Regions from separate parts of the Mus musculus genome. Here regions 1, 3, 4, 5, 6 and 7 are each linked to region 2. The links are chromatin contacts, called in public Hi-C, HiChIP or PLAC-seq and promoter capture Hi-C maps. All regions are on one chromosome and are shown on one strand. Each heading gives the region's core, a stretch centred on a gene start, on an enhancer-like site or on the middle of the called end of the contact. The rest is flanking DNA. Distances are from core to core; before and after follow the strand shown.

Region 1 (3,810 bases), core at 94-2,593, 850 kb before region 2:
CACTGAGACACAGGCATTGTTTTCTTATCAACCTGCATTTTATATCTACCTCACCCTCCAAGTACATAAAGTAATTGCTGTTGTATCACCATAAAACCTGGGGAAACTTTGCCTGGAAGAAATTGGACTTGAAACAACGTAATTGTTGCCTAAGCACAAAAGTCCCTAAGGGACCATTTGTTTAATCCTCAAAAGTTGTGGCTCTCACGTTCTTTTAAGACATATTTAAATCAGTCTGCAGCATGTTGGAAGATGCGGCATGTCTTGTTAACCATCTTCGCATGACATAACATGCTATAAGTGAGATACAAAAAACTTTACAATTAGAAAAATACATTCATAACATTTAAAAGAGTGCAACAGAATCTCGGTCTGATATTGTCTGGCCATTTTCACCCAGTGTGGGCTTCTTACAAAGGATAAAGAGCTTGTGGGTTTTGATCTTAAACTTCACTTTTGATTCTTTATTTTCTTCCTCTACAGACCAATGGGATTGCAGCCATCGTAGCTATTTTGGTGTTGTTGCTGCTCTTGGGTGCTGCCTTGATGTGGTGGTTTTGGCCCCTTTGCTGCAAAGTGGTAAGAAGAATTTTCAACTCTTATTAATTTTTTTTCAAAGCACTACGATACAAAGTAAGGCCTGGTATATGAATCAATGTCACATGGTCCCGCAAATTAATTAGGGAATGGATTAATCCAGCAATTACAACAGCAACGTTTTAATTGGCAACTTGAATCTCCATTATTTTATAACTATAGTAAATCTTAGAAAATACTTGCTAATACTTGTAGCATAAAGCCCACCTCAAAGACAATTTGGAGCTCAGGTTGGTGGACAGAAGTGTCAGGAGATTGGAGGTAGATGGGATGAAAGTCATTTCCACTCAAGCTCAAGGATAGTTCTGATAAATGGATGCTGCTTTCCACCACCATCAGGAGAACCACAGGTTCTGTGGCTGTTTTAAAGGCTCATATCTTTGAAGGTCTACTACACACGATGTTCTTATATCTTACAACTGTAACGTGTTTTAGAGGTAAGTCCAATGCCAACTTAGGCTATCAGTTAAACAGGTCCTTTTAGAGACAGACAAACAGCTTATGCCATTTTAACGTTTACAGAAAGCACATGCAAAAGTCTGGACTGTGGAACTCCCTCTGTTTTCCTAATAGGTCACTACCCATATGACTTACAAAAGAACCTCGCATCTTTATCTAGTGGTTAATCCACTACAGTGCTTACATAGGGCTTGCTGGGCTGATGGGCTTCCCTGGGGACCCATGCCTCTCCAAAGCTCTGGGGCAGAGTCTGTTTTCCTTATCACTTCCTGTTTAAAGAGGAAGCCTCATTCCTTGCCTTGTGATGTCTTTCATCACGCCAGAGTCAGTCCCTCTGTGTCATATCCCCCTGACTTACAGATCTCTCCAACTGAATCCAAGTGGGAAGGCTACCCAATGTTAAAGACCTGTAGATCCCAGATGGGCCCATTATCTCAGGGCTGTTAATCATCACAACCCCTTAACCATGTAAGGTACTTTATTCACAGTACCAGGGATTAGGTTACAGGCATCCCTACAGAGGTATTATTCAGCCTTCTACATAATAGTGCATAACACACACACACACACACACACACACACACACATTTATGTATGTATTTTTACTTAATCCCTTTTATCTAGATTTTATCATAGAAAAGATTATCCCAGGAAAATCTGTCAGTGTGTTCCGTGTATTTCTTGTTTTGAGAGTGTTACTTACGTGAGCACACTTTCATTATCTCATCACACAAAAGACTGACTGTTTTTCTCCTTTCCCTTTGCTAAGTGATTTCAACTTCTCACAGTATCAGGCAATGGTTTATATTCTGGCTATGTTTCTTACCACCTGTACTGCAGTCTGCTTTCCTGAGGCAGCCTTAGGATCCCTTACCTCAAGGTAGCTGGCCCACAGAGGAGGCAAGGCATTAACTCAGACATCAGGAGGGACGAGACGCTTCCTGTCTCTTTGCTGAACTCATCAAGTTGCTGCCACAGCAGTTTATGCTCAAAAAGTTTCCCCCATATAATCTTGATTACCTTAGACACGGCTATTTTGGGGTGGATGGCATTCTTGAGTCTCAAATTAAAAAGCAAAAAGGTGCCCTAATGTGATTTGTGCTCCTTGCATTTTTAATTTAAATTTCACGGTGGCAGATTCCTCCCTTCATTAGGTAGTAATTTCATTTACTATTGGTCACAGGGTGCAAAAGTGTCCAAGTGTGTCACTGTTCCCTTAAAGATACATAAAAAAAAAAAAACTGATATGGACCATTTTCAGGAAGTTGTTATTATTCTGAAATGTAGCTTTAGAACATAAATTTGGATATTATAAAGGAAATTCTAGCATCAGCTTGTGAAACAGGTCCGTTCTAACCTGAGACCCTGCAGATAATAAACCAGGAACCTGTGTTATGCAAGGCATTGAGAAGTCCCTTCAGGCACATTATAGGATTTCGGGAGGAGTTCCTAGCTGCAGAAATAGCATGGCGTCCCATCAGTACTGAAATGTGTTGGCCAGATCAGCCACTTTTGCTTTGCACTTGGAAACAGAATGAAAAGCAGCAGGCCCTGAGTGTGAACTTGTAGTCCCACCTGGGTGGGATGTGAACTGTAGCAAATGTGCTCTAATGAGGCTTAAAAGCTGGGGTACGGGGCAGGCAAGATCCTTCCTTCAGCCTTTGATGACCATGTGTTGACCATGTAGAAGGTGGCAACTACTGTGCTAGGAGCTGGAGACTCATATATGCCTTCAATATGATATGAAACTTCATATTTTAATATGGAAGCAAGAAATGTGGGCTAGACATGTAAATGAAGGACCGTAAGTACCCAATAGCAACATGTGAAGGGCAACAATGTCAGAGGCACCTGACTGTGTCTATGATCACAAATATGTTTTGAAGAAGAAAGAAAATATGCAGTTAATAAAGAGCATTTCAGGGGTGTGTGTGTGAGTGTGTGTGAGTGTGTTTGTGAGTGTGTGTGTGTGTGTGTGTGTGTGTGTGTGTGCGCATGCCTGTGTGTGTGCCTGCATGTGTGTGTGTGTGCCTGTGTGTTACTACATGTGTGTGTAAGTGTGTGTGTGTGTGAGTATGTGTGTGCATGCCTGCGTGTGTGCCTGCATGTGTGTGTGTGTATGTGAGTGTGTGTGTATGTATGTGCATGCCTTCGTGTGTGCCTGCGTGTGTGTTTGTGTGTGTGTTGTGGTATGCTTTGAAAAGTGCTAAGCTGAGACCTACGGTAGAAGACAGTTTGGATTTTAATTAGACCCTCATTCAAAAGGGCGTCCTGTGTCTTTTAGAAGTTTGCACTCACTCGAGAGACTTGAGGTGCTTTGAGGACAGAATGATTTAGGCTTTTGCAATAGAGACGTTGTCTTGAATGGTTTAGTTGGGCTCTGTACGTAACCACAACCCTTGTGAGTAAAACCAGAAAGAGGGAAGACAGTGCAACGGAGACAGATTGTACTGAGGCAGACATCAAGCCAAGGAACACTGACATGAGCAGAAGCTGGGAGAGCAAGGGGCAGTCTCCCCTGCAGCCTGCAGAAGGAAGCCACTAGCCAACAGCCAACTTTTAACTCCATTACACTCAATTCAAACTCTTGACTCCAGGAGTGAATGGACACAAATCTTTAGTGTTTTAAACCACATGTGTTTTGATGACTCTTGGTTGCAGCAATAAGAAAAAATTGTATCTTTAGACTGATTCTGATATTCCCAAGTTGGAAATGACTCGTTGGGGCTATAGATTTTGGAAAGCAGGAGGTAT
Region 2 (3,832 bases), core at 152-2,651:
ATTGACAATGTCCTTTGCCTTACCAAAAAAAAAAGTTTTGTCCCACATTGCTGGACTTTTTTATCTGTTGATCTTTTGCTTGTATTATGGTTTCTGATTTTGTGTTTTTTATAGAGTTGTCTGTATTTGTGTGCTTCTATGTGTACATATCTCTGTACATTTGTGTTTATTGTGCTTTTCCTTTGTTTTATTTGTTTCATAGTTTTATTTTTAAACTACCTGTCTGTTTTCTAGAGAGAGGAAAAGGGCATGGAATTTCAATGGCGAGAAGGTAGGAGTGATTTGGAAGAAGATGGGGGAAAGAAAGCAGTGATCAGGATATATTATATGGAAAAACATTAAGTTTTATAAAGTATCATTGTATTCTATAAAAGAAAGAAATCTGAGTTAGACAGTTTGAACTAAAACAAAACGATTGGTGATATCCAGAATGAGTCTCTTTCCCGACTGATAAACTGTCCAACAATAAAATATTTATGGTCTTTTAATATATATATTTACATTTTCATGGTCTTCCCCTGAACTCAAAGATAATTACCAGATGACTCTCACTCAGTAGTGACTCACCTTGAAGACATGATCACATTTCTTACCTCTTATAAACGTACTTTAAAGATAAGTTTCAAGTTTAACCTTGCCATCATAAAATAATTCCTCAGTTCACACAGCTGTATCAGTGTATATAGGTAGATATTTATATGAATTACTATGATATGTGTCTTGTCCTAAATACGACCTTAACTTGTTAATAAATATAATATATAAAAAATCCTAATGTACCTAGTAGTCAAAAACAAACAAAACAAAACAAAAACAAAAAATCCACACCAAGGTCCCTTCTGTGTGTATCTCATCAACAATACACCATCCAGCTGTAAGTTAGCTTGAATTATTTACCTTTCTGTTACTCTCTTCTTGTTATTCAAAATACAGTAAATATCACTTCTAATGGAAAACAGAAAAAAAAGAATCACTTGGATTTGGTCGTACTTGGATTTGGATTTTTCACCTGAAGCTGAAGGGAGATGGGCGGACCTGATTGGAGTTAGGGGTGGGCCAGATAGGGGCGGGGCTAGGGGCGGGCAGAGCAGAAGGGCGGGGCTAGGGGCGGGCCGGATGGGGGCGGGACTAGGGGCGGCCCGGGTAGAAGGGCGGGACTAGCGGTGGACCGGCTAAGAGGGTTTGGCTAGGGGCGGGACACCCAGTAGGGCGGGGCCAGAGGTTGACTGGCTGGCGAAGGAGGAACTAGGGGGCTCTCCAGCCAGGTAAAGGACGGGGCGGCAGGCGGGTCCTGCTGGTAAAGCCCGAAGGAAGGGCGGGCCGCCAAGGCGAGGGGCGTGGAGAGGGCGGGGCTTTTCGGCGCGCTGACGTCAGACCAGGCTGCGACGCCGGCGGCCGTCCAGAGCTGAAGCGGCGGAGGTGTGTGTAGCGGAGCCGGGCCTGAGCAGACGCGGGCCGAAGCTCCTGGCTCAGCGGCGGCGGCTCCGGGGCGGGGGCGCCAGCGGCAAAGCCCCCTCCCCGGGGAGGCGGGGCCGGGCCGGCGCCTGGGAACCATGCATCAGAAGCTGCTGAAGAGTGCGCACTACATCGAGCTGGGCAGCTACCAATACTGGCCGGTCCTGGTACCCCGCGGCATCCGCCTCTACACCTATGAACAGATCCCGGTATCCCTCAAAGACAACCCCTACATCACCGACGGCTACCGGGCCTACCTTCCTTCCAGACTGTGTATCAAAAGGTACAGTGGCTGCTCCCTGCGGCGCATCCTCTCCTCTCACGCTTTTTGTCTGCTCTCCCCATCTTTCTCCGCTATTCTCTGTGCGCATCAATTCCTCACCTTTGGGCCCTTTATCTTTTTTCTGCTCTCTCTCCTCCGCGGGCCCTTGATCCACGAAATAACAATGATATTTACAGTGGTCATCGTTCCCTTCTCCATTGGCCCTTTGCTGTTTACAAAGCGCTTTTACATCCTTTTTTCCATTTGGTAATCACTGGGGATATGGGTTGGAATCTTCCCTACTGACAAAGGCCGAACCTTATTTGCTTTGTATACCTGAGCTGTGTTTCTAGGGCAGCTCTGTGGGGATTCAGAAGTGTTGGCCAGCTGAATGTCCATTCAATAGCAGACAGGTCCACATTGTTGTGCATATGTATGTGGGAAGCCCTGATTCATTCAATCATCTACCAAATGCGCATTGAGGCTCTGCTAGCTAATAGGCACTATACCAGTTGCAGAAGGCAGGCATGGTCCTCGTTCCCATGAAGCTGCTGAGGTCTAGCCTGAGTGGCAGACACTAAAGGGATAATTACACTATTACATAATAGTAATTGTGGAAAGTGCTGTGTAGGAGAAACCCTGTAGCAAAGAACTCTGAAAGGGGACAGCCAGACCAACAGAACACCTTAGAAGCCTCCAAACAACATGGGTTTGTTGATTTAGAGCTTTAAAATGAGAGTCTCAGAAGCTTCTGTTTAAAAAGAAAATTTTAAAAATGGCTTTGGTTTTCAGGGTAGTCTTCTGTCAGACCTCACTGTATGTACTAAAGTTTTTGCTCTATCAGAAGCATGGTGCAGCCCTCCAGGTCACTGGAGTGGCCATCTCTGCTTCCCACAGTGTGGGCTGTTGAATTGCCCAACTAGCAGCCACGTGTGCGTTTATTGATCTCTCCAGCACAGTCTTTCCCCATCCCATTTCTTTTTGTACTGCCTTGAAAGGATTTTTGTGGCCTTGTTTGAATGGATGACCAAGTGGATGTCACAATTTGAGTTTTAATTACTGCTTTATCTCCCCAGTGCTTCTGGTACATAATTAAGAAATCAGAGCTAGGCCCTGCTGTGGGGATGGAGGAGACAGGCCAGAAGTGGACTGCTGTGAATATTGTACCCACCCAGCAGTGCTCCTCTGCATTCTGATGTCTTGAGTCCAAATCTGAAGGAGTTGAAACCAGGACTTATAAAACGTTAGATCTTGAGTTGTTGAGTCAGATGCAAGTTCACAAACATGCCTCTTAACTGCTTCAGAAATTTGAGCAAGAGTTAACCTGTTGATTTTGAAGATAAACAAAATTTACGAGTGCCCAGCTTTTCTGACAGTACTACTTTGTCTTTTGTGGGGATAGTCTTCCTACAATGTTGATCTTATCCAAGTTGGACCTTTAGCCTCTCTTCTTCTAACTTTCAAGAGTCTCACAGACAGATTTTACACGTGAAGAGAGGTTTTATATGTCCATCCATTCTACCTGCCTCTGTTCCTGGGAAGGAACATGGATAGAGTATGTTTAGTTAATCAGGTTATACTGGGTTCCATCCAATGAGTGCTGAGGCAACAGGCAGAATGTAGCGCTGCTTGCCAAAACAGCCCTGTAATTAGATGCTTCTAGAGCATTCTGTTAGTTCCTCCCCCAATTGCAGAGAGCCTTTATGTTGATGGTAGGCATGATAAAGTCTGCGTCTCCAGATACACAATATTCTTTATTCTTGATTATGGAGACTTCACCATGTTTTGCCCTCATACAGATAAGGCCGTGAGACCCGAAGGGACTGCTGCACACAGCTAGTTGTACATTCGTGTTCTTCACAACTTCTGATTCAGGGCTTGGGCGTGGGGGGATTGTTCAGTGCTTAAGAGCTTTGGCTGCCCTCCCAGAGGACTTGCCTTCAATTTCCAGCACCTACATGGCAGCTCACAACTGTCTATAACTCCAGTTCCAAGGGACCTGATGCCTTCTAGCTTCTGCAGGTACTGGGCACACATGTGATACACAAACAGACAGACAGTATAGGTAAAACACCCACAAGCAGGAAATAAGAATAATTAAACCTTACCCTGCTC
Region 3 (3,773 bases), core at 890-3,389, 740 kb after region 2:
ATAATTCCCACGACAGTGTGAGAAGGTGGTGCCTAAACCTGTGGGGAAAGTCCACGAGTGGACTTCCAAGGCCAGGCTGCTTGCTATGAGAAAAAAATGGTAAGGAAGAGAGGTGCCACTGGTCTGAAGACTGGAAGCCCACCTGAGATTTTACCCTCCTGAATCTCCAGTTGCCCCCTTTCAGCACCTATGATGCAGGAAAAGCGACACGTGCACGCCACTGCCTATATGATTTGCGACTGGGCAGGTGAACTCTTCCTGCAGCTGGATGAATAATGAATGGAGCCGGGAGTGGAAGCAGAAAGTCCAGAGCCCAGCCGTGGATGAAGTTGTCTCTCTCCCAGCCTGCCACCTTCCCCCTCTGCAAATGCTAACCCAGCCACTGTCCCCGCGGCTCTGAGCAGGTGGGAGCTCTCAGCGCGCCTAGGGGCGCGGGGGGGGGGGCGGGGCGGGGGGAAGCAGCACCAGACTCAACATGTCACACACACACACACACCCCTCATCAGATTTACTGATGTATTATCTGAGCTGAGATTACGAAAGCTATCCTGATGACAACACTCAAGTCTCCTTTCTCTCCCCAAGCTCTTGAAGAAGTGGACTGGAACACCCCCCCCCCCCCCGCGCGCGCGCGCAATGAAAACCTAGGGAGAAGAGAAGTGCATACATGCTCTTTGACCACTTTTTGTTCCTTGAGAAGCAGGCAGCCTCGTGCTCTCGCTCCCGAGTAAAATTTATTTCATTACAACTGAAATCTCAACATCCAGAATACTACTTATAAAATCTTAAGTGGTCTTTAAGGGGAGGGGGGGCGAGTTACTGGGGCGAGGAAAGCAAAATAGAACAGTGGAGCTTGGGTGAGGATTTTATTCCACAAAAGTGAGAGCAACTGCTCGCTTCTCACCTAGGTTCCGAGTAGTTGCTTTTCCTTGAGGAGTAGGGTAGAAGTGGAAGGAAGATTCATCCGGGTTCAGAAATATCACCTCAAAAGGCCACCCACCCGCAAAAAGCAAAGAGGAGGCCGTGGCCGGGCTGAGGTTTGACCGCAAGAGAAACCAGGAGTGGGGATTTCAGCTGAAAAGGAAATCCACTCCGTGTCCACCTATCGCCTCAAATCAAAACTTCCACCCAACAACCCACAGCACTAAACCCGGCTGAGTGTCTTAAACTGCACAGTCGAACTCACACGGGGTTCCGCTCTTTTTTACCTTCACAATTAGGCAATACTGCAAATTCCGCCAGCGCTAGGGCCACCCCGAGCCACGCTTTGAGGACACCCATCGCCGCCGCGGCACTCTCGCAGGAAGATCCCAGCCTTCAGCATCCAAGAACCTGCTCTCTGCCAAACCTCAGGCTGTGGCGCCGGCGCCGGGAACCGGGACGCACAGACACTGGGGAAGCGCTGGCTGCTGGGCCGGGAGCCGAGGTTGGCCGGGTGGACCGCAGAAGGATGCGGCCGACAGTAACACTCAGTCAGCCCCGAGGCTCACTGGGTTCTCCAGCAGAGCGGCCACCAACGTGAGCCGAGGCTGCGAGGAGGAGGCAAAGCTCAGATCGCCGCCAAGACTAGCAGGAAAGTTGCAGGTCAGCGGCTGCTGGGATTCCGCAGCATTGCCTCGGGCTAGACCAGTTCCTCCGGAGGTCCCCAACTGGCGAGCTGCAGGAGCAGGTTCCTCCTCGGCAGCTTTTCAAAGTTCTCTCGGCACGCCCCCGTCTGTCCGTGTAGCATCGGCCGAGGCGGGTCCCCGCGAACACGCCGGGCCGGGCTACAGCAGCGCTCGGGGAGCTGGGCGGTGCAGGGCCGCTGGTTGCAAACTTTGTGCGGCCCTGCAGGAGCTCCGGGACTCGGGGGCGCTGCAGCCGCACCGCACCACGCCGCCCGGCTGCTGCAGGCGCTTCCAGAGCTCCGCGCGGAAGGCGGCGCGGGGGGCGCTGCTGCCACTTTCTCGCGCCCGCCCCTCGCCGAGAGGAGGAGGGCAGAGGGGCGCGGCTTGCTCCACACCGACGCCCACCTCCCCGCACCGTGCACCCCGAGCTGCGCTGCAGGGCGGAGGTGCGATTACCCAAGTGGAGGTGGAGCCATAATTGTAGATGCAAGGAGGAAAGAGAGAGGCTGGAAAAGACCCCTCCGAACTCAATGCTCCCCAGATGAGGGGCCTGGAAACGCACAGGATAAGTCCCCGAGTGGATCCTCGCATTTAAAGCACGCACGCTCCGCCTTCCTCAGCCTCTCTCGCCTCCTTCCTCTCTCCTTTGCTGGGTGTGAAAATGGACTCAGAGACTACGAGCTTTGGCAAAGATTCCAGAGAGTCACGTGGGGAAGGGGAGCCGCGGTGAGGGGGTGGGGGAAGGCGAGAGAGCAACCTGATCCCCTTATTCATCCTGCAGGAGTTGCATTGGCTTTGTCTGAGGCGGGATCAAAAGTGGTCACACCGAGGGCGGGTGGAAACAGGAGGTTAGGTCTCCATTCAGACACTGTTGAGGGTACCACAGGAGAGGCTAGTTGGGGACAGGGTGCTCACACCCAAGTCCTAACTGCTACTTCTCCACCTCTCGTCATGCCCACTGCTGCTGAACACAGAGCCTGAAGCAGAGCTGACTGGCCATCTTCGCATTTTGGACCCTCAGGGGTTTTCCCTGCAACCTAGCAGTCTTGGGGCACGTGTGTTCTAGGTTGAGATTCCCACGGTGAGTGCACCTTTACAGCTTCCTAAAAGATGAAAACACCACACAGTCTGGGTGAGTCCAGCTGCGCCTCCAAATGTCAAAGACTGGGAAGCCAATGTCAGGGCAAAAGCATCCTGGTGTGCACACTGGAGGTAGTTGAGGGATAGGGTGGGGTCTGGTTTCCAGCCAGTACTGAGTGATAGCTATTTTTAGAGGACTAAATAAAAATAGCTGGTCCAGGTTTGATCATTTTGTAACTGGGGATGGTTACACGGGAGAGATACAGACTGGGTTTCGAAGGCCAGACAGAAAAGATTCTCTGTCTTGGCAGAGCTGTGACAGCTAGACTGTCCAGAAAGGAGTTTGAAGTGGCAGTGAACACCGAGCTATTCAGGGTGGTGGGCAGGGATCTTAGTAGACTCCAATATTGCTGACGATCATAGGGAAGGCCCATGTTCTAAAGCATGCCAGTAGTACTTGAATTCCTTGCTTTTTAGAATAAGAGGATGAAATGAAACTGAAGGGTCCCTGTAACTATCACCACTTAGGCACCGAAACATTTGATTAACCTGGGTGTGGCTGTTGAGTATTCAAAGGACTTAGGAATCGCCCAGCAATTCCTCGATGCCTCCCAGAGCCGTTGTGGGGACAGAGCGGTTTTATCTCTGTATTTGAAGCACATATGGGGACTCTGTAAACATTAGTTGAAAGAATGAACTGAATCAAGCCAGTAATCATCACCGCCAGAGTTCAGCCACAGCTTGGATGGAACCTGAGTCCTCCCTCCTCCCACTTCCCCCTCTTCCTCTAGAAACTATTTTCTCAGACCAATGGAAAGTACTGTCCAAATTCAGGTGGATACACCCTAACAATTCCTAACCCCTCCTAAACACTTTTTCTGTAGCCACCACTGACTAGGAGTAACTTAAGACAGCTGGTTTCCCTAGAATAAACTATTTGACTTCATTTTTAAGAAAGCATAGAACTGTGGCACCCAAAGGGGTCTCAAACCATCTTTTGGACTTGCTAAAGGAAAACAATCTTTAAAAAGAAAAAGGTGAAGGGAGAGACGGGAGCATTACCACGAGGTATTGTCATATACTACA
Region 4 (3,943 bases), core at 176-2,675, 950 kb after region 2:
CGGTGCCTTAAGAGTGCTGAAAACAACATATATTTGAGAATAAAACATATTGAATCGACTCTGGACCGGCGTCGGTAAATACCCAGCACAGAGCCATGCGCCGGGAGAGACGGAAAAGTGCAAAATCCAAGGCAGCACTCTGCCTTGCAGAGCACATGCAATTTGCTTCTAGCTTTGTTGGAAGAAGCTTCAGGTGGCACAAGTAAAATCCTCCGGACTTAAAATAGCAAGCTCCATTCACACGGTAACCAATAATATTTCCAGTTTACACTTAAATGTTTTCACTCCGTAACCGCCGCAAACTGCCAAATACAATTTTATCGCGAGAGAGGATTAAAAATAGGACGGGGTTATCGCAGAGCGTCATAGGCTTTTAAACCCACCTCCCGCCATGCAATTTACACATGCTGTTTTTAAAAAGAAGAAGAAGAAGTCAAGAAACCCACTGAGGACGTCAGAAAACATTTCCTTGGGTCGTTCCACCTCACCTGAGGTCTCCTTAATTAACCACCCAGAATGCCCTGAGCTCTGCTGTGGGCCTGCGTGGGCCAGCGTCAGGAAACAGTGCAAGCACCCGCGTGTCCCTTCCCCATCCCCAGCATCAGCACCTAGGTTCTGCTAATCGTACGAGTCTTCTCGGCTTCTACCCTCCACTCAATCTAATAAAGCAGTTTTTTTTTTTTTCCCAAAACACCAGCGAGGGCGACGGTAAGAAGCGAGCCAGGCGCTTGGCCGTCCCGCGCGCACGCGCAACTCCCGAAGCGCGGCGCGCCGGGGCCCCGCCCCCTTCCCCTCACCCCACCCCTCGGCGCCGGGGAGTGACTGACTCCCGCCAGCCCCTCCACGTCAATCAACTCTCCTCCTCCTCCTCCTCGCACTCTCTGCACCTTGTTATTAATCTCTAAAGCGATAGCGCCTGGACTTCTCTCCCCGGCCCTCGGGGTTGTGAGCGTGTGTGAATTAGAGCGAAGGCATCGAAAGCTCGCGTCTCTCTCTCTCTCTTCTCCCTCTCTTTTTCTCTCTCCTCGGCCCCGGCCTCGGCAGCGACCCGGCTCGGCATCGACCCCCGCGGCGGCGGCAGCCTCAGCGCCAGGAGGCCAAGGCCAAGGGCGGGCTCCGCGAGGCTTTCGCAGCGGCGTCTCCGGCGACCGCGGGCCCTCTCCTACGCGCCCCGGTCGCCCCGGTCCTGCGCGGCGCGGCCCGCGTCCCCCCTCCCCGCCCCCCGATCCGTCTGCTCTGCGCTCCCTTCGGCCGCCCTCCGCCGCCTCGGTGGTTCCTCAGGCGGCCCGGCCCGGCCCGCCCGCCCCGCGTCCCCTCCGGCCGGTGCCTCTCCCCCCGGCGGGCTGCCTGCATGTCTTTACTGCCCTCAGCCCCGCCGCCACCGCCGCCGCCGCCTCCCCCGCCGCCGCAGCCCCAGCAGCAGCCGCCCCGCCGCCGCCGCCGTCGCCGCCGTCCGGACCCTGGCGCGCTGAATGCAGGTGAGGAGGGGGCGCGGGCCTCGACTCCCGGCCCTGCGCGCTCGCCTTCCGGGGCCCGGCCTCCCGCCGCCGCCGCGGCCCCTCGGGGTGAGCGGGCGGGCGTGGGTGTTTGTGTTTGCGTCTGAGGTCTGGAGGGGAGCATCTGTGGGGCCCTGGTGCGCGCGCGCGTGTTTGTGTGTGTGTGTTTCCCCAGCCGCGGGGAAATGGCTGCTGGTGCTCGTTCAGGGCCCGCGGAGGAGAATGAGGTAGAGTGTTTCCGTGCCTCGGAGTCGGACCGGGAGTGGAGCGAGGGGGAGCGCGTCTCCCCGGGGAAGTGAGGTGGGCGAGGGACGAACGTGTGTGGGTGTGTGAGTTGGGACTTTGGCGGGCGGGAGGCGGCCCCGCGGCGAGTGGGTGTGCGTGTGTGTCGCGTGTGTGTGTGTCTGCGTGTGTGTGTGTCGGGCGGCGGGAGCCGGCCCGCGTCGCCTCAGGGGGCGCGGGTTCCAGGCCGTGTGCGTGTGGGGAGGGGGACGGAGTCGGGGACCCCAGAGCGTCGAGGTCCTTCCGCTTCGAGGCCGGGGCTCAGAGCCTCACAGGTGAGAACGGCTCGGCGGGAACCCACGCCGTGGACGCGGGAGGCAGTGCGGCCCCCACGGCGGCGGGCGGCGGGCAGCGGGGGCTCGGGCCGCGGTTCCCGAGGCCGGGGCCGCGGCAGGAAGCGCGCCGGCCTGCAGCGCGGCCTAACCGTCTTCGCGCCCGGTGGCCTCCCCAGACGCTCCTGGGACTCCGTCCTCGCGCGGGCCCCGGGCGCTGCCCCGGGCCTGGCCAGGTGAGGGTCGGGGGCGGGACACGCGGATCGTGGTCGCCTGTGCCGCCTCCGCGTCTCCCAAGGGGAGAGGAAGGCATATTTTGGCGTTCTAACTGCAGGCCTTCCCAGGCTGGCGTGGGGAACCCGAGGGAAAGTGAATCAAAACAGGAAATCTCGGAATTCGTGGGGTTCGGATCTCCTCTTTCCGTCCGTCCTTTAAGGCTGTGCGAGCAGAGGCTTGAGTAAATACGTTCTTTGTTGTTGCAGTTGTTGCAGCGGATACTTTATCGTTGGTTAGATTTTTCACTTCCCTGGAAATCACTCTGGAAAGGCAGAGAGGAAGAAAGGGAAACTGGCCTTGTTGGCCTGTGGTGTTGGTGGGATTGGATCAATTTTGTGAATTTGAAATGGCTTATATCCTGCCTCCTAGAGGGAAAGGCGTGGACACAGAACTGAGGAGGTCAGTGAGGAAGAGGAAGTTCCCGGAGCTGTCATCTTAACCCTACCGGCGGCTTATTTAGCTTAGACTGTTTAGGCGGATTGTGTTCAGGAGTTTAGCTGAGCTGTTTGTACACAGTGAAGGCACGCTACAGCAGTTTTAGATGCTATCTTACTGATTCTCGTTATCTTAATTCTCCATGGAGATAGTCATGTGCAACCAAACGTGTTTTTCCTTAAGTCTCCCAAACCTAGATCATCAGCCTCTATGGTCAATTTATTGTGTGCTCCTGGAAAGCTATCTCAAAACAAAAAGCGGAAATAAAGGTAAATCTGCCACTGAGTGAATAGGGCATTTCAGAACTGTATGTAAACGGTATTTTAGTTGCCGACTAACCTCACTTTTTATATTTGGGTCTAGTTAGACCACACAGCTAGACCTTGACTGTGGGTGGAGTCACACAATACTGTATCATTTGAAGCTTTTAGGTCGTGGTCACTGTAATGACCAGAGATTGCTCTTTTCTGAACCTAGGCTCACAGAGAAACAGTATGTTCTTCAATGGGAGGGTGGGGGTGGGGAGAGGAGAAGTAAAAAGCTGTTTCTATCAACATTACTCGAGGAACAGCCGAAGTGTGGAGTTTAATAGGAAAAGGGTCTTAACTTTTACAGACTAGTTAGAACCATGGCCATGTCATTAATACTTATTGTCATGTTCTCTTGATGTCTAGGATTTGTGTATCTGTTTTCTTGTATCAGGAAGATGATACTCTTTCAGTAAGGTTGTGAGAGGCCATTGAGAAAACATGTTTGGCATATAGTAGATGCGATCTTTTACTACTGCCTGCTACTGCTCTGATTATAAGTATCGAAAAGTTTTTAAGTACAAATACTCATTAATTACCTGTAGCAATATTGCTTAATTGTGAGTTAGGGGGTCGAGAAAATACAGCTGGGGATGTAGCTTTGTGTACAAATATGTGGGCCCTGGGTTTGGGTCCCAGCAATGAGGAGAAAAAGTATTTCAGAGGCCTTTAATATACATAAAGTCTGTGTAAGCATATGAGATGTCCTTTTTTTTTTTCTAGACGTAAAATTGTCAATGTAGCCTTGCATGTTAGTTTATAGAAAATAGCCAAACTTGCTATATTTATTATTTTTGATTAGTTTTAGTTTCATTACTTTTTAATGAATTTAAAAACATAGTCCCTGGGAGAGGATCCTAAGTTCTGTAAGTTG
Region 5 (4,094 bases), core at 1,369-3,868, 880 kb before region 2:
GAGAAACCAAACTGACAAGATTTATTCAAAACTGGAAATCAAGTTTCAGGATGCTGGACAGCAAGGCCCTTGGAAAGTACCTGGTATTGACAGCATTAAAATCCCAGGTCCTGGATCAGAACACTGTCCTGTTTAATTGAGGCATGATATTATGTCGGCATTATTTAGGTCACCAGTTCACCTTTGTCCTCAGGGCCTGAGGTTTAGGTTAAAAGGGAGCCTAGCGATCCGTAAATTCACTAGGGATATTTGCAAGAGGAGACAATTTCTCCAGTAGAAAGGAGGCATTATCCATACAAAAGAAAGATGAAAAATGTTCTGGGTGAGCAATAAATCAGTAAACAGGATAGGCCTCTGTAATATTTGGACACATTTAAGTAGTTCAAAGGTACTCTACACGCCTTTGTCCTAAGTTCTCTTTAGCTGACGAGGAAAATGAAGAAACTAAAGTGTTTACTTTATTAAACACTCTTTTGTACTTTGACATTAAAAAAAAAGATGTATTTACTTATTTATTTTATGTATATGAGTACACCATTACTCTCTTCAGACACACCAGAAGAGGGCATCAGATCCCATTACAGATGGTTGTGAGCCACCATGTGGTTGCTGGGATTTGAACTCAGGACCTCTGGAAGAACAGTCAGTGCTCTTAACCGCTGAGCCTTCTCTCCAGCCCTTGTACTTTGACATTTAATATGCACATTTAATATTTTCTTTAAGAAAAACTTTGGTTGGAATTTTGTCTTGTAGAGAATTAAACCCACACTGAACAACTAATTAATTTCAGCTTTATGATAGTATGACAGGAAACTAAAATCATGGCAGTAGGAAATCCAAACAGAATTGAGCAACGCTCTGTTTGTTAATATTAACGGGTAAGTTCTAACTAGTTTTTTGTTGTCTTTTGTGTTGTGTGTATGCCTGTTTGTGAGTATGCGTGTGTGTGTGTCTGTGTGTGTGTGTGTTAGAGTAGGCATGTGCCTGTAGAAGTCAGAAGACAACATGAGTGTTGGGTTTGACTCAGTGTCTATCTTTGGCCTAGAACTTCAAGTAAACTAGGATACGTGGTCAGCGAGCTCCAGGGATCCACCTGTCTCTGCCTTCCATCTTACCATCTTTTTATTAAAAACACATGCCACCATAGCACCTGGCTTTTTATATGGACTCTGGGGACCACCTCAGGTTCTTAAGCTTGCAAAGCCCTCTCCTTAGGCCCCAGGTCCATTTGTTTTTGAGAGTAGATTAAATTGAGAGAAAGTCAGGGCACATTCTTGTAATCCTACCACTTGGGCGATGGTCTATAATACTCAGGAGTTCAAGGCCATTCTCAGCTTCATCGCCCAGCTTGGGCTACAGGAGACCTACTTCAAAACAAACAAACAAACAAATAATCAACAAATGAACAAACAAGCCACAAACATAGCAACAAAACAAAACAATACTCCTCCCCAGAAAACTATGCAAATAGGATTTAATATCCTTTTTCTATTTTCATATATCCTCTTCAAAAGATAGTATTCAACTAAATTTATGATTTTTTAAATGTTGCTACCTTATTTTTTGTCTTTGCTTTATTATTTTGCACTTGGGCTCATGACTCCTGAGTACTACTGAGTAGAAATCTGAATCCACACGAATACATTTTCACTAGGTATGACTTAACATGACTTGAAAATTCCCGGTAACACAGTGCTACACTCTGTGCTAGCTCGTTATATGTCAGCTTGGTACAAACTGGAGTCATCCGGGAAGAGCTAACCTTGATTGGCAAGATGCCTCCATCAGACTGACCTATGGGGAACCTGTGGGGCATTTTGGCCTCTGCATGTTGTAACCTTAGGGACTTTCTGCATTAATGATTAATTTTTATGTCTTTTCCTGAGGAAAAAAATTAAGTCTGAGTCTTTTTAGGAAAATGAAATTAACTTTATCTGGCCACTCTTTCGCAGTCTTCCTTATGCTCTGGGGATCATTAAGCACAGATGAGCACAGAGCTAGAGGAAGCCATTACTCCAGGAATCTGCTTGGGGTGTGTGCCCCTGAGCAAACTCAAGAGGTTTAATTGATGCAGGGTAAACAGAGACAATCTACAAACTCGAATAGGTTACAGATGGAAGGTCTTGGTTAATTGCAGGCTTACAGCTCTCTGAAATGTACTTTAAGGAGAGAAGGTTGTACAGGTACACACTCCTGGAGGAATAAAACTCAGTAAATAAGATAGATTGAGTAAATAAACCTTTCCTACTTCAGAGCATAGATGACGAAACATATAATAAAGGGGCTAGGTATATGTATTTGTATATGTATTTGCTATTTATAAAAAGACCGGTTCAGATATTTTCTGTTTGTCTGGAATGCTTTAAAACTACAAATGCTGGCAGCCTAAAAGCAGTGTCATATAATAAGTGTGTTGGCTTGTGGAGACATTCTTTAGATTCTTTAAATCAGAGTTATAGGGCTAGTAAAAGGAAAGTCTGTTCTGTTTGTATTTTCTAATTGTAACTGAACTTGTAACCCTGGACACGTAATGAAAAATCAAACACATAGCCTGTACCGCTTGGATATTCATTGGTCTATGTTTGTTCTGGTTGCTAGTCAGTCAGAGCCACAGAAGAGGCCTGATCGCTAGCCAGTTAGAACTGCTCAATTCCCCTGACCGTCCACACCTGACTCCCTCCCTCCCCTTGCTGACTCCTTATTTCCTCTGTCTGCAGTCCTGTCAGCAAGGACCCTAAGACTCTAGGTGAGCAAACCCCTCCCCCCTCCCACCTCTTACAGCTGTTCTTAGTACAACAATGGAAAGCCAACTAGGAAACACTGTATTCATTTGTCTTTTTTTCCATGTTTTAATAAGAATTATTTTTTTTTCTTCTTTTAGTAGATATTTTCTTTATTTACATTTCTTTTTTTTTTTTTTTTTTTTTCCATTTTTTATTAGGTATTTAGCTCATTTACATTTCCAATGCTATACCAAAAGTCCCCCATACCCACCCACCCCCACTCCCCTACCTGCCCACTCCCCCTTTTTGGCCCTGGTGTTCCCCTGTTCTGGGGCATATAAAGTTTGTGTGTCCAATGGGCCTCTCTTTCCAGTGATGGCCGACTAGGCCATCTTTTGATATATATGCAGCTAGAGTCAAGAGCTCCGGGGTACTGGTTAGTTCATAATGTTGATCCACCTATAGGGTTGCAGATCCCTTTAGCTCCTTGGGTACTTTCTCTAGCTCCTCCATTGGGAGCCCTGTGATCCATCCATTAGCTGACTGTGGGCATCCACTTCTGTGTTTGCTAGGCCCCGGCATAGTCTCACAAGAGACAGCTACATCTGGGTCCTTTCGATAAAATCTTGCTAGTGTATGCAATGGTGTCAGCGTTTGGATGCTGATTATGGGGTGGATCCCTGGATAAGGCAGTCTCTACATGGTCCACCCTTTAGTCTCAGCTCCAAACTTTGTCTCTGTAACTCCTTCCAAGGGTGATTTGTTCCCACTTCTAAGGAGGGGCATAGTGTCCACACTTCAGTCTTCATTTTTCTTGAGTTTCATGTCTTTAGGAAATTGTAACTTATATCTTGGGTATCCTAGGTTTTGGGCTAATATCCACTTATCAGTGAGTACATATTGTGTGAGTTCCTTTGTGAATGTGTTACCTCACTCAGGATGATGCCCTCCAGGTCCATCCATTTGGCTAGGAATTTCATAAATTCATTCTTTTTAATAGCTGAGTAGTACTCCATTGTGTAGATGTACCACATTTTCTGTATCCATTCCTCTGTTGAGGGGCATCTGGGTTCTTTCCAGCTTCTGGCTATTATAAATAAGGCTGCTATGAACATAGTGGAGCATGTGTCCTTCTTACCAGTTGGGGCATCTTCTGGATATATGCCCAGGAGAGGTATTGCTGGATCCTCCGGTAGTACTATGTCCAATTTTCTGAGGAACCGCCAGACGGATTTCCAGAGTGGTTGTACAAGCCTGCAATCCCACCAACAATGGAGGAGTGTTCCTCTTTCTCCACATCCTCGCCAGCATCTGCTGTCACCTGAATTTTTGATCTTAGACATTCTCACTGGTGTGAGGTGGAATCTTAGG
Region 6 (3,713 bases), core at 542-3,041, 900 kb after region 2:
GGCCTGCATTCACCCCACCACACATGTAAAAAACACTGAGCACAGTGACTCTTCCTCCAAATTCCAAAACCAGAAGGCTGATCGCTGTGACTCACTTGGCCAACCAGACGAGGCTAATCAACACACTCCAGGTCCTAGTGACAGACCCTGCTTCAAAAACAATGGGATGGAAAAGTTATGAGAAATATCACACTACATGCATCCACACACATGTACACACATACCTTCCCGCATGCACATACAGTGAAAAGATGAATCTAAAATGGGTAGAGTATATTTGCAACATGTTCACTGGACAAACGAGTTGTATCTTGAGTGTGAAAGAGCAACACAATTGAAAAGTAAACAAGAAGGATAAAAAGACTTCAAACTAGAAAGGAAATGCCAATAGTGTGAAAGCTGTCCACTGAGTAGTATTACCTTATTAGTAAGCAAGGATACATCAATTTAAAACACATTATAGAATTCCATATTAGCACTACTTAAAGAGTGCTCAGTAGACCTATTATAATCTGCAACCACAAAAAGGTTACACTAGCATGTGAAACAAAGCACTAAATTATACTGTTCAATGCAACAGGCAATACTTTTAATAATGGGCATGCTGGAGATGCCTGTCCCAACACATGGGAGCCTAACCCTGTCTCAAATTGTTTTTGTTTTTTAGCAAAACTTAATCAAGAAAGCAGTGTCTACTTTTATTGTGGAGATGCAGTTTGTAAACTGGATGGTCTAAGTACCATTGTTTTACAAGCACTGGAATAAGGAAGGTTATGAAGCTTATGTTCCTGGCCAGTGGGGAGACAAGACACAATAAATAGAGGAAGGAGAAGGGCTGCAAGGTCAAAGAAGAGGGGGAGTTGATTGCATTTTAAAAGTAAAGATCAATTTCATATGAGAGGTGACGGAGCTCTTACTGTGCAAGCATGAGGGGTGAAATTCAGATTCCTGGCAGCCACATAAAAGCTGGGTAAACACAGTGCAACACCTCCCACCTCCAGGGGCTTCACTGGAGACAGTGGGATCCGCAAGCTCCAGGTCCAGTGACAAACTCTGCCTCTGGAAACAGCCTGGATACTGGCTGGCAGAAGAGAGCCTCCATGGGCACACATACATATGCACTCACACACATGTGAACATGTATACATAGACCAAGTACACATACACATGAAAAAGATCTTATAGTGTATATGGCACTGTGAATTCCTATTAGCCATGTCTAACGTGCTCAGACATGGCTATACAAAACACTACAGAATTAGTCTCCAAATGATAAACACGATAGCCTCTGTAAATTTACTAACTGGAATCGCCTTTATTCATAAACACGCCAAGGTTCAGATATTTACAGATGTAAATCACTTCATATACCACCTTTCCCTTCAGGGCTCGCTTATCAAACTGAACACGCCCGCTATCCCACACACACAACAGAATCTTGCCTTGTACTCCTCACCCCTGACTATAAGTACTGCCAATGTATTTCCGCTCCCATTTCATCCTCAAAATGACCTGCTCCAAGAGAGAACCCTTGCGTTAAGTGTCGCTTTTAAGCACTGATGACCCTCTGGGCTGTGGAGCCCAGAAGATCACGGAAGCATTTCGAGGACCGAGAAGCTGACCGGTGCCTACGAGATTCTGCCATGGATTCCGCTGCAACAGGAAACTTGGCTCTAGATTTACTTTCCACGCAAGAACACTGCTCCTCTTACCTCTACGGAGGCACCTTACGGCCGCCGCCATGTTGACTGTTCCGGATTGTGCTGACGAAGTGGGTCCCGGGTTTCAACTGCACGGAAATGCGAAAAAGGGTTCCGCGCGGAAGCTGGCAAAGGGGGAAGGAGTTGGTAGGAGCAGAAGAGCAGGGCGGGGACGACCTGGCTTCAGTGCCCTCGTGGCGAGGTTCCTGTCGGTTCCCTGTCTGAGACTGCCTTTCGTGGCTCGGGTTCAAAGGTTTATCAACCTTCGGGGCGGGGGTGGGGAATGGCTTTGTTGAAAACTCTGTAATTAATTATTCATTCCTTCTTATTTTTAATTTTGGACCCTGCAGATGTACTCCGAACGGTCATTTAAATAGAGGGAACCTGGTTCTCTGACTAAAGTCTTGAGAAAGCTGAAGTGTCCCCAGCTTCCTTCGCTATACTCTTGGCCTTCTTAAGATTCGGTTTTTCTTTAAATGAATATTGCTAGGCGACCGTGCGCGGAGCTAGCGTGTGCGCGCCTCTGAGTTCAATCTTCTTCATAGCAAAGAGAAAACAGAATCCATCAAACTTCGCCTCCACCCAAGGCGGGCCAGGAGGTCCCACTCTCTCACCCCCTTCCACCCCCCTTTGAGCAAACCTTAATCTTTCATCCGTCTGCTTTTTGGTTTCCGGCTGCTGGCAAGCTGTGCTGATCAGACCTAAGGAGCAGTACACTGCTTGGAGTTTTCGAAACACGTCTAGGGTTTTGTTTTGGTTTTTGGAGTTTGTCTGTTTTTGTTTTTGTTCTACGTAGCCAATTAGAGACCAGTGCACAGGTTATTCTGACCCCTTCCTACCCCCTACCCCCCCCCCCCCCAAAAAAAAAACATCCGTTATGTCTCAGCTGCCCGTGTGGTTTCTCTAAACCAAGTCTGGTCAGGAATTAATTCATAAGAATAAACTCCTCCAGTAATTGGCCATTTCCAAAGGCTCACTTACGGGCCTCTGCCTACCTCCTCAACCAACAACCTTCCTAACACACATGCGAGTGTACACATAACACACACACACAAAGAGAGGGAGGGAGGGAGGGATGAAGGGAGGGCAGAAGACACATTTCTCACCTCTGTGACATTTTTCCTCTCTGGCTTTTGTTTGAATTATTATGCAACACATTAACAGTATTTTTTCCCCTTAAGATTTAAATTCAGACTCTGCTCATTGTTGGCAGTCTCCTTTCATACTTCCAGGACTGAATTATGGCCACTTCTTCCTGGTTTTATGTAATAAACAGAATTAGTAATTTTTTTATTTATTTGAAACAATTCTGAGACCTATTATTCTATATAATACAATTTACCAACCTAAGTGTACAATTTAGTGGGGGGTTGAGCACACAGAGCTGTGCAGCTGTCACAATGTATCTCCCCATCTCTTTGAGCTCTTTGTGGGCAGCAATCATGTCGTTCATTTTTGTAACCTCAGCACATACTACACACAGCGTCAGACCGGAAGGAAGGTCTGCAGTAAACGTTGAAAAAAAAAAAAAAATGAATCCATGCTTATATGAATTAGTGACTTGATAAGAATTTCAAGCCTGCAAAACTTGGCTTCCTGAAGCTACTCACAGAAGATGGACCTCATCAAAGCTGGAATTTTCCAGAAGCTTTATTTTTATATTTATACCTAGTAGCCATCTAAATGAATAAGATTGTTACTTATAGACTGTTCTTGTTAACATGTAAGCAGTTACTTCAAAAGCTCTGCGACTGTTTAAAAAAAAGTAAAGAAAACCTTAGAACTTGACTCTACTTTGATAACTTTGTTTCTGCTTGTCCTCTTTTCCTTCTATGCTCTTTTCACACATACCTGAGCAACTACTAAGTACCAAACCTTGTGCTTAGATGCATAGATAAGAGGGAGCTGGAAAACTGGCAGTCACCTCATGATACTTAAAGTTAACTCCGTCTAAGAATATACACAAATTCTCCTGTTGCTGGCTCTTAGATTCATCTCCACAGCTGGAGTCAG
Region 7 (3,986 bases), core at 376-2,875, 720 kb before region 2:
GGTGGAGATCAATGATACAAGTCTGGGGTGGAGCAGTCAAATCTTGGATGAGGCACTGTCAAGAGATCAGAAAGCAAGTAACAGAATCTTTTCTTCATGACATCAGAGTTAGACCATGGATGAAGTCTGTTTAGGGTGAGGGAGTACACAGTTAGGGAGGGGAAACATACCACTGACTGTATCATTCAGTAGAGAGTTCTTAAGGACAAACATAGATGCTTCTGTCAGGTTATTAACTGCTTATTTTCTCTCTTTGATTTTCACTCATCTTTTAGAACCTTACGTGTATACTACTACACAAATACATTCACACATAAACTCATATATCATAGAATTTAATTTAAATCACTTCATCTCCGTTTTATTTGTTTTATGTGATTCATGTAAACCCGTGTACCACCTGTATATTTGTAGTATCAGTGTTGGATTCCCTTGAAAGTAGAATTATAGACATTCATTAGATGACATTTAGATACTAGGAACTGAATGTAGATTCTTTGCAAAGACCAGATAGTGCCCGTAACCACTGAGCCATCACTCTGGACCTTTAACTTGCTTTTGGAGCAATCTTCGTATTCATAGAGTAGAGACACAGAGAGCAACAGGTTAATTAAGCCCAAACCCTACACAAAGAGAGTTGAGGACTGAGACTCCCACTGACTTCAGGGTCTATGCATTTCTTCTTGGGTTTAAGACTCTGAGATAAGTACTTTGGTTTATTTTGTTGTTGTTTTTGTTTTTCCTGTGCCTAACTGATTATTTTGTCTCATCCAGAAATATTCCATATTACTAATTAAAATATAATTTTATATAGTTCAAGAGTTTGGAGACAATAGAGTTTGTTCTTCTCAATGTTCTTTCACTCTTTTCTACCTCTTCTTCTGCTTTCCTTGTGATAAAGGGAACACTGGAGGAAAGATTGGAACTGAAATTGACCGAAGCAACATGGACAGCTGGAAAGGATTAGAAAGACTCAGACCTGCATCAGTTAGTGCTGGGAGTTACTGTTCAACAGAGGTGGAGCTGAGGATCAAATGACTGTGTACAGTCAAATGGCAAATGGATTAAGGACTTGGCTTTTCCAGCATCTCCAGGGGTCACAGGAGTATACAATGCCACAGCTACGTGTGGAGAGCTGGAGAAAATCAGTATTTTTTGCAAAATGGAGTTGCTCCAGTGTCAAATATAGCTTGAAATTCTCTCACCTAATTTTGTTTCCAAACTCTAATCCTAGTTAGCATAGCGACTCTAAAATACATCTCAAGTACAGACTAGATCCTGTAATGACAGAACAAGATATAGGAAACAGTGCTATGTTAATTTTGGCTGAAATGAAATTCAGAACACTAAGTCATGAGGGGTAAGCCTGGCAACAAAAGGTGATACCTCCATATCAGATGAGGACCATAAGGGAATTCAAAATCCAATGGTGAAAAAAATGGTAATGTTGACCATTAAGGCTTGGCCATACCTATTTCAAAGCCCTGTCCCAATGCTATTACAAAATGCACTAATCATTGAAATAACTTACGTCATTAACAAAAGTGCCTCCCCCCTCTGACTGTTCTATGGATGTGTGCCCTCTCTGTGGAGGGCAGTGCTCAGCTTGCTTTTCAAAAGCCAGGCATAGCTTTGTTTACATGAGTTTCTGTGACCTCTGTGGCCCCCTTCCTTCAGCACAATTCCATTGCTCAACCTTGCATCATCTCACTGGACCACAGCCAGGCAGAGAGGGAACAGCTGGGAAGGCATGATCTGTGAAGATCACCAAGGATCCTACAGAGGCTCTAAGAAGTCCCCTTTTGTGGAGTAAGCTTGCCTACCTGGAGGCCCTTTTGTCAAACTTGATGACCATGTGAGTCGAGAGAAATGAAATGCAACTTCGAGTAGCCTGACCAGATTGCAAAGCAGGAAACATTTGCAAGAGTGCTTCAAGTTCTGTGTACTTTTGAGCATCTGGCAAGGCAATGGCAAGCATGTCCACTAAACCCTGTAAACATTTGTTCTCCATATAATAATAAGGCATAAACTCCAGCAGAAAATAAAGTTCTATTTTAAACATTTACATATGCATATGAGGGTCTGGTGTCACTGCTTGTATTATGACTCATTCTGGTAAAATAACACCTTACAACTACTGAGAGACCCTTACAATGAACTGAAATTAGTTTAGAATATCAACTGATATTATTTCATCGTACTTCATTGGAAAGACACAATTACTGTTATACACCTCAGAGAAATATGAAGCAATTTCCCTTCTATCTTGGTTCTTAGAATACATTTCATCACTGTTCTATGATTTACAAGCTGGACATTATTTTGGAAGCTTCTAATCTCTCTGTGACTGAGTTATTACACTTACAAAACAGAGATAATATCAGGATCTAGCTCACACAATCGTGCGAAATTAAATAGAATAATGTATGTAAAGCATCAAGCAGAATGCTTATAGCATAGAAAATGGTCAATAGTGCTAGCTATAATAATTTTCACTATTATCATTATTAATTTAAGCTTAGGGCTCTTCTATTGGATACACATACACAAATTTTAGAGTGATAAGTGTACGGTTTAAAGTGTTAAGGGTAGGATATAATTTCTGATTAATTTGTATAGTTATCAACAGTGTATACTCTGTACAAGATGATTTGCATGCTCCAAGTTTCCGTGGTAAAGAAGTAACACATATGTGGAGTTTTTCTGAAAAAATTATCTCAAGCCTTAAAAATTTCCAGGCATATTAATACTGTCTTGTGACAAGTCTGAAGACATCAGTGATTAAAATTTGTTGATAGTCATATTTACCTCATACAGTTTGTCTAATTTCTAAATCCTCTATGCCAGAACTTTGAGGTTTTATAACTTGTTTATCAGAAACAGAGCTATGTCACACACAGGAATTTGTAAACAACATCTGTGAACCCCAAACACATATTGTTGTTATAGGGCGCCCTACAAAAAGAACTGGGTGGATTCGCAAACTTTGTTGAGAAATGTTCAGAGATTAGGAGAAAGTGTGTTTGAAATGAGAAAAAAAAAAAAACAAACAAAAAAACATGTGTCATTGCCTCTGTGTTAAAAGTACAGATGCCCCTCATCAAAAGGCCAGCCAGCCATTGTGTTTGGATCTTTATGTGTGTGCCCCAATGACATAAAAGGGAGTGGCAGGTTGATAACTTTCCAGACTTTCATACATCATGGTCTGGATTCTTCAGACCTACTTGTTAGGATAGTTTCCAGGAAACAGAACTTGTTCACTACCCCCTTTAAACTTTCTAAAGTGGTTTTAGTTTTTCACATTCTTTTAGAATTAATCTTTAAACTTAACAAACAAGATGATGGGTTTCTTTATGAAATTTTATGCATACATCTCAGGTCTCAGGTAACATCTGAAGAGCCTTTTACTGCTCATATTGAACTCACTCTTCTTCCATCCCTCCTTTCCTCTCATCAGTGTCCCCCCTCTTTCATGTTGCACCTCCTCTGTCAGAACCTGTGATGAGGCCACTTTTCATAGCGTCCTTTCTTAAGATGGGTCACCATGAGTGGTGGGCTGTTCCAAGACCTCCATATTCTTTTTATTATGGTCACAGAACTAGGGATGGACTATTGATTTCAAAGACAGACCATATTCTAGAGAACTGTGTTCCAATTTTCCAAGCCATTTAACAGGTAATTTCACTGGTTCATAAAGACAATGGCTTCTAGATGATGAGGTGTGTATTACGTGCAAATGACTCTGTGGGTATGCGTGTAGTCTGATACTGCCTTCATTCTTGAATTGCTCTGTGAGAGTGAGATAGTGCTTAATATATTACTCTATCATAGGTTCAAGAATTTGGTACCTAAGGTTAATCCTAGAAAAGCTTCTAGGTATGAAAGGAAGTTTTGGATTTAGTTCTTATAAGGTCTGTAACATGAAAAACTAGTCCAACATACCAAAGCTGAAATCAGATGTAGCATTAGCATTGCCACTAATCAGA

The links. Promoter capture Hi-C pulls out the DNA fragments that hold promoters and counts their contacts. Hi-C and Micro-C count contacts between places; a contact is called where the count stands out from the background. HiChIP or PLAC-seq counts read pairs in DNA pulled down with a chosen protein or histone mark.
Region 1: a contact with region 2 is called in a Hi-C map of bone marrow-derived macrophages, with 11 read pairs. The contact joins the enhancer-like site here to the promoter of Paqr3 in region 2. A contact is called at or near these places in 11 of 39 promoter capture datasets (the 3T3-L1 cell line, 3T3-L1-derived adipocytes, the C10 cell line and 6 more), 1 of 15 datasets of contacts at CTCF or cohesin (large pre-B cells), 5 of 484 Hi-C or Micro-C datasets (bone marrow-derived macrophages, cerebellar granule neurons, embryonic fibroblasts and 2 more) and 3 of 115 datasets of contacts at active chromatin or transcription factors (acute myeloid leukemia, forebrain and stem cell-derived neural progenitor cells).
Region 3: a contact with region 2 is called in a promoter capture Hi-C map of embryonic stem cells, with 4 times the contacts expected there. The contact joins the promoter of Fras1 here to the promoter of Paqr3 in region 2. A contact is called at or near these places in 2 of 39 promoter capture datasets (cranial neural crest and embryonic stem cells), 1 of 484 Hi-C or Micro-C datasets (embryonic stem cells) and 3 of 115 datasets of contacts at active chromatin or transcription factors (embryonic forebrain, embryonic stem cells and stem cell-derived neural progenitor cells).
Region 4: an H3K27ac HiChIP or PLAC-seq map of embryonic stem cells shows a contact between it and region 2, with 5 times the contacts expected there. The contact joins the promoter of Cnot6l here to the promoter of Paqr3 in region 2. A contact is called at or near these places in 6 of 39 promoter capture datasets (the HPC-7 cell line, cranial neural crest, frontonasal cranial neural crest and 3 more), 1 of 484 Hi-C or Micro-C datasets (embryonic stem cells), 2 of 115 datasets of contacts at active chromatin or transcription factors (embryonic stem cells and stem cell-derived neural progenitor cells) and 1 of 9 other capture datasets (liver).
Region 5: a promoter capture Hi-C map of liver shows a contact between it and region 2, with 5 times the contacts expected there. The contact joins the enhancer-like site here to the promoter of Paqr3 in region 2. A contact is called at or near these places in 9 of 39 promoter capture datasets (the 3T3-L1 cell line, the C10 cell line, frontonasal cranial neural crest and 4 more), 2 of 15 datasets of contacts at CTCF or cohesin (the NIH/3T3 cell line and pro-B cells) and 2 of 115 datasets of contacts at active chromatin or transcription factors (forebrain and stem cell-derived neural progenitor cells).
Region 6: a promoter capture Hi-C map of pre-B cells shows a contact between it and region 2, with 3 times the contacts expected there. The contact joins the promoter of Mrpl1 here to the promoter of Paqr3 in region 2. A contact is called at or near these places in 14 of 39 promoter capture datasets (the 3T3-L1 cell line, the C10 cell line, the HPC-7 cell line and 9 more), 3 of 115 datasets of contacts at active chromatin or transcription factors (astrocytes, microglia and stem cell-derived neural progenitor cells) and 1 of 9 other capture datasets (adipose tissue).
Region 7: a promoter capture Hi-C map of liver shows a contact between it and region 2, with 4 times the contacts expected there. The contact joins the enhancer-like site here to the promoter of Paqr3 in region 2. A contact is called at or near these places in 11 of 39 promoter capture datasets (the 3T3-L1 cell line, 3T3-L1-derived adipocytes, the C10 cell line and 6 more), 2 of 15 datasets of contacts at CTCF or cohesin (large pre-B cells and pro-B cells), 5 of 484 Hi-C or Micro-C datasets (cerebellar granule neurons, cerebellum, cerebral cortex and 2 more) and 3 of 115 datasets of contacts at active chromatin or transcription factors (acute myeloid leukemia, embryonic fibroblasts and large pre-B cells).

What each region holds. Positions count from the first base shown.
Region 1 is chr5:97,957,379-97,961,188 of GRCm38.p6, reverse strand. It overlaps Antxr2 (anthrax toxin receptor 2), which reads left to right. Exons shown (of 17, transcript NM_133738.2): 12 at 484-579. Among named protein-coding and RNA genes, the nearest start is that of Gm34226, 57 kb to the left of the region's middle. Within about 2 kb of position 1,343, at least 21 of the 459 cell types and tissues checked have an H3K27ac peak or open chromatin away from gene starts, as enhancers often do. A contact at or near this core is called in acute myeloid leukemia, bone marrow-derived macrophages and pre-B cells, where this site is marked.
Region 2 is chr5:97,109,165-97,112,996 of GRCm38.p6, reverse strand. It overlaps Paqr3 (progestin and adipoQ receptor family member III), which reads left to right and starts at 1,401. Exons shown (of 7, transcript NM_001359910.1): 1 at 1,401-1,738. The coding sequence starts at 1,554.
Region 3 is chr5:96,372,321-96,376,093 of GRCm38.p6, reverse strand. It overlaps Fras1 (Fraser extracellular matrix complex subunit 1), which reads right to left and starts at 2,139. Exons shown (of 74, transcript NM_175473.3): 1 at 1,209-2,139. The coding sequence starts at 1,281.
Region 4 is chr5:96,159,472-96,163,414 of GRCm38.p6, reverse strand. It overlaps Cnot6l (CCR4-NOT transcription complex, subunit 6-like), which reads left to right and starts at 1,425. Exons shown (of 12, transcript NM_144910.2): 1 at 1,425-1,478. It overlaps Gm52799, which reads right to left and starts at 1,620. Exons shown (of 2, transcript XM_030254979.1): 1 at 1,524-1,620; 2 at 1-1,276. The coding sequence starts at 1,620. The coding sequence ends at 660.
Region 5 is chr5:97,994,650-97,998,743 of GRCm38.p6, reverse strand. All of the region lies in intron 7 of Antxr2 (anthrax toxin receptor 2), which reads left to right. Among named protein-coding and RNA genes, the nearest start is that of Gm34226, 20 kb to the left of the region's middle. Within about 2 kb of position 2,618, at least 31 of the 459 cell types and tissues checked have an H3K27ac peak or open chromatin away from gene starts, as enhancers often do. A contact at or near this core is called in liver, where this site is marked.
Region 6 is chr5:96,208,193-96,211,905 of GRCm38.p6, reverse strand. Mrpl1 (mitochondrial ribosomal protein L1) reads right to left here and starts at 1,791. Exons shown (of 9, transcript NM_053158.3): 1 at 1,713-1,791. The coding sequence starts at 1,743.
Region 7 is chr5:97,832,645-97,836,630 of GRCm38.p6, reverse strand. All of the region lies in intron 1 of Gm34097 (a long non-coding RNA gene), which reads left to right. Among named protein-coding and RNA genes, the nearest start is that of Gm34097, 12 kb to the left of the region's middle. Within about 2 kb of position 1,625, at least 16 of the 459 cell types and tissues checked have an H3K27ac peak or open chromatin away from gene starts, as enhancers often do. A contact at or near this core is called in liver, where this site is marked.